Linked DNA regions of Anser cygnoides: region 1 is linked to region 2. A link is a contact called in public Hi-C data. All regions are on one chromosome and are shown on one strand. Each heading gives the region's core, a stretch centred on a gene start, on an enhancer-like site or on the middle of the called end of the contact. The rest is flanking DNA. Distances are from core to core; before and after follow the strand shown.

Region 1 (6,270 bases), core at 3,098-5,597, 59 kb after region 2:
TCTCCCAGCCAGGCCCCAGCCAGCAAGCCAGGAAAGCTCCATGTTCTCCGTAGAGAACATAATTTCTTCTGGTCTACTGCTCACCAGCTGGAGGGGGAAGGTTGAAGTGGGGTGGAGGGACAAAAAGAAGGCTGTAGGTCTTTCCAAGCCCACCTCCTTCATTGTTTCCCTGTGTCTGATGGTGCTTCTGGCTTGTGGAGCACCTGAGAAAGTGGAAGAAATGTGGAAGGGCCCAGATCCAGGCATGGTGGCCAAAGCAACACCCAGCTTGTGTGGCAAAGCCCCCGAGATGGCCCAACAGACGCCAGCAGACCAAGTGAATCAGCAAGCATCTGAAAGAAAAGCTTCATCTTCTTTGGCTCAAATTCTTGACTGGGGTATTATAGAGAAAACCTGACTGCCAGACCCACACATGTGGCAGGCAACATGAAAACAGCGTGTGTGTGTGCGTGGGATGACAGAAAGACAAACAGATACACGGCACACTGCTGTTAAAGAAAACACAGCTCTGAGAGCCAGAGCTTGGGAACCTGAGTGAGAGGAAAGAGATGGGAAGCTGGCGAGGGAGAAGAAAGCCTCGGAAAAACCACCCTGATGCCTGACGTGCTGCTTTCCCAAGGTACTGCAAATCAAAGAGGATTTCTTGTGGGAAGAACACGCTGAGCAGAAAGTCAGATCCTTCTAGCAAAAACAGTCACAGCACTCCAGGAAAGCCTCCACTTTCCAAGGTGAGTGGCAAAGGCAACCCTGGCTAGTGACTCCTTGTGTAAAATTTTCTGTTTTCCTAAGCAGAGATCCTGAACATGATCAAAATACATGAACTTTACCACTTACAAAGAGTCTTGCAGGTAAGTAGGTATTTCTGATTTATAACAAAATGGTGCAGACTAGAAAATCAGGGAAATGTTGCACACTACAGTTGCAGTTAAAACATTCATTCAGACAACCACAAACCAGCTCCCTCAAACAAGGCTCACAATGGCAATCGGGTTTGGATGCTGCCATCTGATGCCCAGATACTTGCACATACATGCATGTGTGTCCATTTGTCCTTTCCCACATTTTATTTTTGCCACACAACCTCTGCAGCGTTGCTGGCAGACAGTCCCAGAGCTGGAGTGGGAAGAAGAAAGAAGCAGGTGATTACTCAGCAATGGTTACACACCCCGAGCTCTGACAGGTAAGCCTAGGCAGCTAAAGAGGGACTATTGCCTCCTGTAAATCTTTGAAGAAGAAGAACATGTTTTGCAGGGAGGATACTGAGGTCTGCTCTTCCAGGACAACATGAGTGTTGTTACAGCTTCAAGATGGGTAGGAGCTCCAACACAAGCAGAAAATTGACAAAAACAGGGGGATAAGATCGTGAGCTGGCACAGCTTAGTCCACCAGGCTTTCCTAGACACTCCCCACTAATGCAGGAGCCCAGCGATGGCAAAGCCACATGCCTTGCCTCCAGCAAAGGGCACGTGTGCCTAGATGATGACATAGGTCTCTTTCCTTCTCTCCACCACGAAAGAGAAGGATATAAAGGTGACAGAGGAAGGGATGGTATTTTAGAGACTGTGCACTTTTTGTTGTATGTGTCCGGTGTTGAAGCAGAGCAGAAGGCAATGTCGGTTTTGCTGTGCAGAAGTACAATATCCTCTTCCCGGCATACCTCCAAACTCCAGCAGTGCCAGGGAGATGTCCGCTTAGGCTGTGCTGGACAGAGATAAAGAAACAGAGGTAGAAGCAAGCATGCCATTATTACACACTTTAGTGAACAACTGGCTGCTGACAAGCAATGTGACAATATACAATCGTATTTTTATAATGACAAACAAATTTATAAAAGCGATGAAAGTCGCATGCATGAATTCAGAAATACTGCTACAGAGCTCTTCACGCTTCAGAAAGCTTGTGATGATCTGCCAGAATATGATCCTAATCTTTATTTTGAAATATTCACGTGGATTTTGGGTGGGTTACATAAATTTTAGATGCATTTTGCATGGGCATCGAATATGGAATTTAAATCAGAATAACTGTAGAATGCATATGTGACAGAAGCCTTCCTAAGGGAACAATAATTGGCTGAGCTGAAATCCCCAAATTTTCAGGTGGAGAGGTGTGCCCCCTGCCACCAGCCCAGCAATGGTGCTGCGGGGGGTTCGGTTATGGGGAGCACCCGGCACTCGGGGGAATTGCTTTGTAGCAGCTGCTGCAAATGAAATGTTTGCTTGGATTTTACTGTTATCAGACTGAGCGCTCAAGAGAAACTTAATTTATCCCATGCCCAGTTTTGCAGTGATGGATAGTGCTAGACAGCAGCATTGCTTATGTGGAGCCTGTATTCATTATTTCTCTATTTGTGCAAAACACAGATGAATCACTTTCCAAAAAAGCCAACCTCATCTCCTGCGGCTGCACAGAGAGCAATGGGAACGGTTGGAAACACACCAGGTGCCTCCCCCCATCCTCTGGATATTTCAGTGCAGCAATATCACCAGGACCCAGCCCTGCAGAGGTGGACCATGGCCGTTTCTGAGATGAGCTTTTCACATGGGCCCTCTCCTCCTGCTGCTACAGGGAGGCACTTTATTATTATTATTATTATTAATAATAATAATAATTATTATTAATTATTTTTTTCCTTAAAAGCCTGAAAAAGTAACTTAGCCATCTTCACCATCTTCACCTGTATTTAACTTCTCCATATTTTTTTCTCTCTGTATAGCTCTTATGTCAGTGTTACCTGGTGCACAGTCACCCTGTCTCCTCCAAAGTCTTTGGAAGGAAACTGACAACACCCTTAATAACATCCTGCAGCTGAGGATTTCAGCTCATTTTGCAAATATCAGCTAACTTTTAGATACTGTTCACCCCATGTTATCATCTTGGTTTGGGAAAAGGAACTGAGGGGCAAAGACAGGTTATCTGGCTGCTGGTGGAGAGGATATCTCCTGCAGAGCCAGGAGCAGAAATCATTTCCTGAATTTATAACCTAATCTCAAGTACTATTCCTGCTTGGGAATGGAAGGGAGGGTCACCAGTACGAGTAACACACACACACACACTCATGCACACACACAATTTGTCTGTCACAAAGTGTGTCTGAGTTTTATTCTTCTTGCCCAAGGGAATCTGCACCTCATGCAGACTTGTCCTCCCGTGGCTGGAGGTAGGTGTCCAGCCAGTGTGGACTTGGCACGGGCCTCTTCATAGTGGGGACACGGGGTAGCAGATACCTCACCTCTCCTGCTGAGTGTTTCCTGGCTGCTCCAGACCTGGAACTGCAGAAGTGGAAGAAGATCTGCCTTTTTATTTTTTCTTGGTCAAGTATTTGAATTCTTCAGGCTCATGGATTGAGGGGGAAAAGTCCTCCCAGTGTAACTCCCTCTCTACTAGCTCCACCTGGAGGCTCCATAAAAATCTGATTTTTTTTCATGTATTTATTTACCCGTTTATTTAGTTTTTTGGATTCAAGGCTGCCTTGGTGTTGAAAAACACTACTGCCAAAAAGCTTAATGCCCAGTCTTCAGCATACCCAGGTCCCAAGACTAACTAGACAAGAGGAGCAGCCCTGGCCAGAGGGGTTGTGGAACAAGGAGTCACAACTGGCTGACACAACCTTCTGGGATAAGAGCATTTGCTCCAGAAGTCTGGTGTCACTCCAGGGATGTGCCATTTGAGCATCCCTGGAAAAGATGTTGTGTTGGAGGTTTGCTCTCATTACCAAAACAGCGTTGTTGCTTCTGTTCTGTGAACGGTGCAGGCGAGATCTCCTGAATCTTCATGCATAAAAATGATGTTGGTGAGAAGAGTACGTGCATCTAAACAAGCTCCAGAAGCTGTCTCTGCTTCTGTCTGACCCATGAAGCAGAGCTAGAAGCACTGTCTCCCATGCAGCTCAAAAATCCATGTTAAAATTGCTTTCCTCAACTCTATCCTGGCATAAATACCAGATTGCTTAATCACAAATTGTTTTTAGAGTAAAATCATATCAGGGACACATACACTGCCCTTCTCCAGAGCAGTCACTGATAATATCGAAGTGAGGAGGGCAGGGACCATGCCAGACCAGCTGAGAGCAGAAGCAGCCACTCCACGGTCCCCCTTTCTCCAAGGTTTTCCTGCTTAGGAACCACCTGCACAACCACCCGCAGCCTGTGGAGTTGTGCTTCTCACCAGGCAAAATGCTTAAGATGCATTGTGACTGACGGCCAGTGCCGATGGGGAGAGAGCACCAGAAAGAGGGGATAAAGAAGGACCCTCCTGTCAATAAGGAATGACAATTCTGAATTAGAAAATCATCCCAAAAGCTGGATGCTATGACGCACCCAGCCAGAGTAGCACCAGAGCGCTGTGTAACATACCCAGCGTGCTCCTAAGTCAGCTGCCAAATTTATTTTTTCTCCTCTAGCTGATAACGAATCCATGCTGGAAGCTCGTGCCCAACCCCGCTGCTCTTGAACTCTGAGTCTGCAAACAGCTGTGCGGTGGCAAGTCTGTTAGTTTAGGCTATTTTGGGAAACAACCTGCCCTTTTTTTAGTCATGAAGCACGTGAAAGGCACAATGGCAAAATTTGGATGCAGTAAAATCACCTCTTGAAATCGCCTAGACCCGCACTCCTTATCTTTTCCTGTCCTGTCGCAATGACACGGTGTAACCAGAAGCAGCACCCCTCTGGAGGCTCCCTGACCCCTGTTACAGCTTGAACTGCAAGCTGTCCTCCACTGACCTCCTGCACATCCTCCTGGGACTCAGGCTTCCAGCTGGGCTGCAAAGCTGGTGACCACTCTCCTCCTGCTGCAGCTTCCACTTCTTTACAAAGCTGGAGAGCAGCTACCAATCCAGAGATGTGCTCCCCTTCTGGGGCCCTCACCTGAGGTACAGGGAAATCAATAGAAGAAGCGTATGTCCCTGAGAGGACCACCTGCTGATCTAGAAAGTAGAAACTTGGAAGAATCTTACCTTTTACTTCCTACTAAGCTATTTTTCCTGGTTTTCACCCCAGTAGACCTATATATTTTCAATCACCTAATGTGTGCTGCCCTTCTTCATCCTTGTCCTGACGGACATCCCCATGTGCCTGGGGGATATGTGCATAACGTGGCTGTGCCCGGACGTGGCCTACGTTTATTTTGGAGTCAATTTTCCCTTTAATGTCAGAGATAAATTTAACTTTGCCTCTTGGACATTTCTTTTCAACTTAGATAAAACCTTTGAGAGTTTAAATTCTCTTCTACGCCCTCCTTGTTGCTGATCAAGCCTCATTCTTTCCCCACCTTACTGTGCTCTTTGCCTTTCTGGACCAAACAATCTACACAGCCAAAGAGGTGAGGTTTGGCCATCATCATGCGAAGGGAACACACGATGTGATCATGGACTAGATGCTGCATGTACCATTTGCCATGCTCCTCCGCAAAGCTGACGCTTCAAAACTGTCAGAATGTTTTTCAACTGAAGTGGGTATTTAACACAAAATAGTTATTTGCATTTCGAGCTGCAAATAGTTATATTTACAGAAGTTCCACTTTCCTTTCGTCTGAGCAGCAGTCATACTTTGGGATTTGCTATTTCAAATGTAAAATGTCTCTATTGAAGCAAACAAACCAAACAAAAACATGAGCAGCAAGGGGAAAAAATGTTGCTAATAAACTCTTTTCAGTAGAATTGTCCTAATTTTTGTAAAGTTAGGTACTTTGAGAGCATGCTGTGTCTGTTTTACTTGCCAGAGTTCTTTTGCCTTACCTTATGCAATGCGAGATTCAAATCACGTTGATTTACTGTGACATGATGCCTTATTTATAAGCCCAAAGTGTGAATCTTTACGGCAAGCATCAGCATAATGTTTAGATTTGTTTATATGAGATAGAGTTTCTAGCTTCACCTGCAGTCACTGTAAAAAATAGCAAGAGGAGAAAAACAACAATGCAAGAAAAACTGAAAATCAATTTTTTTGTTCACTGGGGAACAGCTTTATTTCTTCTCTCAAAGAATTCTTGCTGGGAATGGAAAACTGTCAAGAAAGCACACACGAAGATCAGCTTTGCAGAACTGTCTTGATAAGCTTTCAATAGCACGGAGGGAGGATTTGGGATCCGCAGGGTTTTCCAGGTTCTTCTCATGCCAAACATCCAGGGACTCCACGACAAAGCATGCCAGTCATGCAGAACAGCTTCCTCTCCTCCCTGGGAGCCTTTCTGCTGATGCATGAGCTCAGCCAGCAGCCCTGATGTTCTTAGCTGCTCTATCTAGAAACCTTCCAGGAGTGGGTTTTGCAATTC
Region 2 (5,766 bases), core at 89-2,588:
GGAACTGTCATACTCTTCCAGAGACCTCGTTGGCCTGTGTGCATTTAATTACTACTTTCTGTTGGAGCTAAGTTAGGAAGATCAAGTCAAAAGTCATCCATTATACCTGGAATTCTTGTAGCATTGTTTTTTGATGTTGTTTCAAGACTTCTGTGCATCATTTCCTAGATCTCAGCACTCTGTAGTGTTAGAAACACAAATTCGGCTACTTCAGCAGCAGTGAGTTTGTTTCTTTTCAAGCTTCCTGTAACGTGAACAGTGTGAAAAGTCTGGAGCCAAAGTTAGAAACAAGTCCTTTTGATATTTTCCGTTCTGGTATTACACTTTTACTCCCTCCACTCTACTTAGCAAAACTAGTGAGATCTTTACCCTTCACTTCGTTCAGGGCCCTGGTTTGAGAAGAACATTTTTTTTTAGATTTCTAGTACAAAGCTGCTAGTGTGGTGCCTTCAAAGTAAGGCTGAATTTAGCTAGTCTGCAGCACCTCTGACTTAATACTCTATTTCTAGACTCAGAGAAACCTCACCCAAAGGTCTCATACAAAAGCAGAAATTAGTCCCCGAATTGAAATCACTGACTAGCTAACTGTATTTTTAATAACAGTATTTCTACTTCCATTTCATGAAGCGCTGCCTTGAGTGCTTTAGCCTAAGCTGAGTCAAAAAAAATACTACAGGCCAGTGACTACTGAAATTGGCTTAAAAAAAAAAAGTTCCTTTTGTCTTACTAGTTAATAGTCATGGACTCCTCTGTAGTATGAGTATGTGAAACCCTGGTAGTGGCTTTGTTTATTTTGTAATTATCTGTTTAACCTTGCACAATTCTAATGATAGTATTTCTAAACTGTGGTTATGTGTTCTTCTTACAGAGTCAGCATACCTTTTCATTATCTTTCTTTTTTTTTTTGTCTTGTAGTATTTCAACTCTAGAAGCTGCCAACTGGTGCTTGGAGCTGGCGCGTTGCAAGTTGTTGGCTTGAAAACCATCACTACAAAAAATCTAGGTATGGATTTCTGTATTTGAAGTGTCAGATCTTGTATTCCTGTCTGTTTAAAAAACAAACAAACAAAACAACCACTGAACATTTAGGATAAGCTGTGCTTGTGTTGCGGTGCTGTGTGTAGAGCACAGTGATAAAACCTTCCTTGTTAAAAGGTAAAACACATATAAAGGCTAATGAGTTGTCTGTTCAAGGGGTGCACTAAAATCCATCAAATTCCTTTGCTGTCTACCACATTACTTTGCAAATACAAAGCTTTGCTCTGTTGTGAGAAGGAAATAAACAGGTTAGTAAGTTTTTCCATGAAAATGTTTTGCCTGTGGGAAGGCGTAGTTACTTTTTCAGTGGTGACTTTGGCATGCTTGGGAGCTGCTCAGTGTTTCAGTCTTGAGACGGGAGGTATGTAGGTAGAGGAATCCAGCCAAACGCCAGTCTCCCCATGTGTTTTGCTGAGCTGTGCTGTCCCATCTGCCCTGTGGTGCTGTGTTTTGTAACGCAGTGTCCAAATGCAGCTCCTGTGGGTTATAACCGCATGTCAGTAATGTGCAGAATGATTTCTGTGGGTGGCTCTGAATCAAACAGTTAGTCTTTATGTGGTCGAATGTCTCAGTGCAGTCAGGTAAATTAGGGCTCTGTGTCTGTGTGCTGAATCCAAACTCTGCTTTGGGCTTTAGAATTTCTCATTTGAAGTGTGCAGCTATTTAGCTGAATTGACAGTGCAGAGTTTCCTGCCTGGACTGCTTTATCTGCCCTTTTCAGGGAGAACTAGGTGTACGCTTCCATGCTGCAGAACAGCCTGACGTGGTACTTCAGACCCCCCAGTTTTAAACTGAAATTAAGAGCCTTTGGTGGTGGGTTAAAGCAGGTGTTTGAGCTTCCAGTTCCCATGTTTCAGGGTGTACTGATTACCAAACTGCATTTAATTTTTAAAGAGAAATTAGCTTGAGAGTGGTCTGAGAGGCTTCTGGCCATGGTGTTGCAGCAGACACAAGCGAGCAGAGAGAAGCTGCATTCAGGACTTTGCTCCAGAAGGCTTGGCGATCAAGCGGGCACCACCACGTGTCCTGCTGCTGGCTCAGGAGAAGCTCGGGTTTGGGAGTCCTGCCGGCACCACAGGCAGGAGCTGGCTCTGGGCAGCTTGGCACTGGCAGGGCAGCGTGTTTGTGTACATCTGTCGGGGGAGAAATGTTGGTGCCTTGAGAATGTGGCTGCCGAGGTTAGGTAGCTGATGAGTCAGGTCTTGTGAGGTCTCTCTGATGTCTGCATGTGCTCAGGGCTCAAAATGTCAAGCAGACACTTAAAGCCTCTTGTAAAATTAGTCCCTTATCCTGTATCTTACAGAATCTGGGTGTGAATGGCCAGGTACTCGTCTGGCGTCTCCACTGGGTGGGGTCTTCAGTGGAAAAAAGTGCTTACCTCCTACCTTGTTACCTTGTTTGTTTGTTTTAAAGCATATTAAATTGCATTAGGTCTATCTCATTCATGTTACAGGAGACACAGTCTGTACCAAATGACTCTTCTTGTGTAATAATTGTTGTTTTTCTTTTCCTGTCTCACTTCTGGATTTACAGCCCTTTCTTCACGCTGCCTACAGCTAATCGTACACTACATTCCTATTATCAGGGCTCATTTCGAAGCTCGACTGCAGCCGAAGCAGTTTAGCATGCTCAGGCATTTTGACCACATAACAAAGGTAATTCTTTTGGCATTTCCTAATTAAACGGGAAGTTCTGCTTTTCAGTTGTGCTCTGAAAAACATGAATGTCATTAGATAATAAATAAAACCTGCTTTCTTTCATTACAGGATTATCACGACCACATAGCTGAAATTTCAGCAAAGCTTGTTGCCATAATGGATAGCTTGTTTGACAAACTATTATCCAAGGTAATGATTTAAGAAATAATTATACACACTCTAAATTGCAGTTGGAGGTCTCACTGTATACAGCCTAGATGTTTCAAATGAAGTCTTAAACTTTCCTCATCGGGAGTCGTTTGAATGTCTTTAAACCGTGTATACGGAAAGTTCTGTGCAGTACTTGGGAATTTATTTTGTCTTAACACTTGCCGCATGGGTGTCATTCATCTTCACCCCCAAAAAATTGTTGATTTACTTCATCATCAGTAATGGACATTGGCTGGCACGGATGCTCTGGTGTTTAGGAGCTGAAGCGCTCTCCTGCCTTGGGCAGTTTTATCCCTGACAGCTTGTCTGCAGTCAGGTTGCTGCTGCCTCTTGCCTGTCCCAAATTGCTGGTTCTCCTTTCCTGCTCATCCAGATGGTGCCTCTGTGCGTGTAATTTCCTGCAGCTGAGGAAACAGCAAAAAAATGCTGAGGAGGAACAGTCTTCTGAGGGGAAGGACCTGCTCATTGATAGGGCTGCAAGCCTGGGGACTAGAAGTCTGTGCTTAGTAGTTCCTGCTGCATAGCAGAGCTGATAGCTGTGCCATTAAGTTCTCTTCGTGTTTTATGAGTGCCTGTCAGCTGAACAGGTTGGCCCTGGGCAGGATCCAGTCACTGACTCCCCTAGAGGCAGAGAACGTTGCACTCCTTGGGGTTACGGAAGAGACTCTGCCCCAGGACAGGCCTGTTGGGCTCACTAATCTGATGGATAAAGTGTGTGAGCGTTTAAAGCCTAGTGCTTTGCTTTGGCTCTTATGCTCTTACAAAAAAAAAAAAAAAGCTCTTTCATGAGAGGAAAAAGATTAATCCTTCAGCGTCAGATTTGATTGATTGACCTTGGCCAACCTCTTCCTTGTGGCAGCTTATGAGAATCGCAGCATCTCCGTGATGTGGCATGGGTTGGTATGCTGGGGGCTTCACTGCAGTGGGGCAGCTGTAACAGGCAGAATTTCTGTCTTCCTTGCTGTTTCTATTATTTTATTGTTTGTTGTTTACTCTGTGCTGTGCTTTTTCTTTTCATGTGTTTCTTTTAGCCATAGTGTTACCTAAATGTGGGGAAAAAATCCAAAACATTTAAATGAGAACTTTTTTTCTCTCTGTTGTGTTTACATTTTAAAAACATGTTTATGCCCTTTACTGATGTTACTGCACAGAACTGCTATTTATAAACGTGGTTTTTTGATCACTTTCTGTTACTCCTCGTGAAAATAAAAGACAAGTGCAAGAATGTTGGTTATTGATACTAAACAAGTTAGCTCACAGCAGATCATTAGCACGCTTTTTGTTCTTGATTTTAGTTAGTGACCATCTATCCCCTACTGTCCTTCTATCTTTGCAGCCTGTTCACCTCTTGTGAGCTGGCATGAGATACAAGCTGAGAATATTCCTGATTTTTAAAGGTCCTAAAGGCTTGAGTGAGAGTGCCTGGCTCATACGAATGCAACCCACAGAGTACAGAAGAGGAGGCCATGTGTTGATTTGCCTCCCTTCCTAGCATATCCCATAATTTGGCTCTTCTTGTTCCTGCAATAATAAAGTCCTGGCACTGAAGGCAGTGCAGAATGTAAAAACATGGGAAATTTGCAAACGGGCATATCAGTAGCTTTGTTGTATGGGTTTTTGTGAGGGTCCAGATACTTCAGTAGCTTGTGGATAAAGTGCTCATCTGCTTTTATGTGCGTACATCTGAATGAGGAAGCGAGCTTCATGGCAGTGCCGCATCCAGTGTGGTTTAAAACCAAATAAATTGCGCAGCCTGGAAACCACGCTGCTTTGTACAGAAGAAATGGTTTAGTCCAGTAGGTAGGACACTGGCCTGGTACCTGGGCAGTGCAGACAACTTATTTCTGCCTTCCCAAGCCCTGCAGAGCAGGAGCTGTGCTCTGCCACCCCACCGCCACGAGGCCGGGTGCTCTGCGGGGAGCTGTACCGGTGCGCAGCCAGCTCCCGGCATCCCTCTGGTGGCTTTGGCACAGGCATGAAGTGAGAACAGGGCTGTGTAACAGCTATAATTAACAGTTTTAAAAGGCATAGGTTTTTACATGGAAAAAAAAAACAACAAAACAGCTGGAGTTCTTTGCTTCTCTTGCAGCTTGCTGTCTTGTGACTGGAAAGAAGAGCAGTGAATTTTTGTCTGATCCCTCGTGGTGTTACACACTGTTGACCTTAGCGGGAGATATAAATGGCCAGCTACGTGCAGGGCTGGAGCTCATGTTTCTTTCTGGTGCTGTTGCTTTTTCCCTGTCATCATGAGGAGTTTGTCTGTAGTCATGCAAGAGCCTTAGCTGCAGCTTGCCAGTTCCCTCTGGCTTTACACCACGCTGGTAAATTGTTTGTTGCCTAACTCTCGTGTCTTGAGGCACAGTCCAGGGCGCTCTGTGGTTGTCCCACGCAGGGAGCAGGGCTCCTGGAGCACTAAGTACTACCTTTCTGCTACTTCTCCTGTTGGTTATTGGTTTGGCTTTTCCTTAAAGACTTTCCCAAAACTCCCCGTTTCTTTTTTCTCCCCCACTTAGGCAAGCTTTGTTCTCTTTCACAATTCAGGCTAGCATATGAGCAAGCATCTCCTCCTATGTGCTGGAAAATTATTAGTTATAATGAGTCAGCCGTTGCGCTGAGTTGTGCAAGCCTGTGTGGGGAAGTATCGCCCTCCTTAGGGAGGGAGACCCGTGGGTGTTTAACCCAGGCCTGTGGTAGCACAGCCTCTCCACCAGGAGATGAAGAAGAGCTGGCTTCTCTGCTGGTGCTGGGATAGAAGTACCTGGAAAAATGAAGATCACAGTCAGATCTTCCCTTTCCAGGGTGGGGACGTAAGAGTTTTGTTCTCTTTGTAGCAAATCACTCGCCTTCTGGTGGTTTCCAT

Evidence for each region. Hi-C and Micro-C count contacts between places; a contact is called where the count stands out from the background.
Region 1: a Hi-C map of liver shows a contact between it and region 2, with 2.0 times the contacts expected there. The contact joins two enhancer-like sites. A contact is called at or near these places in 5 of 7 Hi-C or Micro-C datasets (fetal liver, granulosa cells and liver).

What each region holds. Positions count from the first base shown.
Region 1 is chr3:12,560,249-12,566,518 of Taihu_goose_T2T_genome, forward strand. No RefSeq gene overlaps it. Among named protein-coding and RNA genes, the nearest start is that of MDH1, 17 kb to the right of the region's middle. Within about 2 kb of position 4,348, at least 3 of the 3 cell types and tissues checked have open chromatin away from gene starts, as enhancers often do. A contact at or near this core is called in liver, where this site is marked.
Region 2 is chr3:12,504,128-12,509,893 of Taihu_goose_T2T_genome, forward strand. It overlaps VPS54 (VPS54 subunit of GARP complex), which reads left to right. Exons shown (of 25, transcript XM_048048358.2): 20 at 916-1,003; 21 at 2,572-2,693; 22 at 2,805-2,885. Among named protein-coding and RNA genes, the nearest start is that of UGP2, 34 kb to the right of the region's middle. Within about 2 kb of position 1,339, at least 1 of the 3 cell types and tissues checked has open chromatin away from gene starts, as enhancers often do. A contact at or near this core is called in liver, where this site is marked.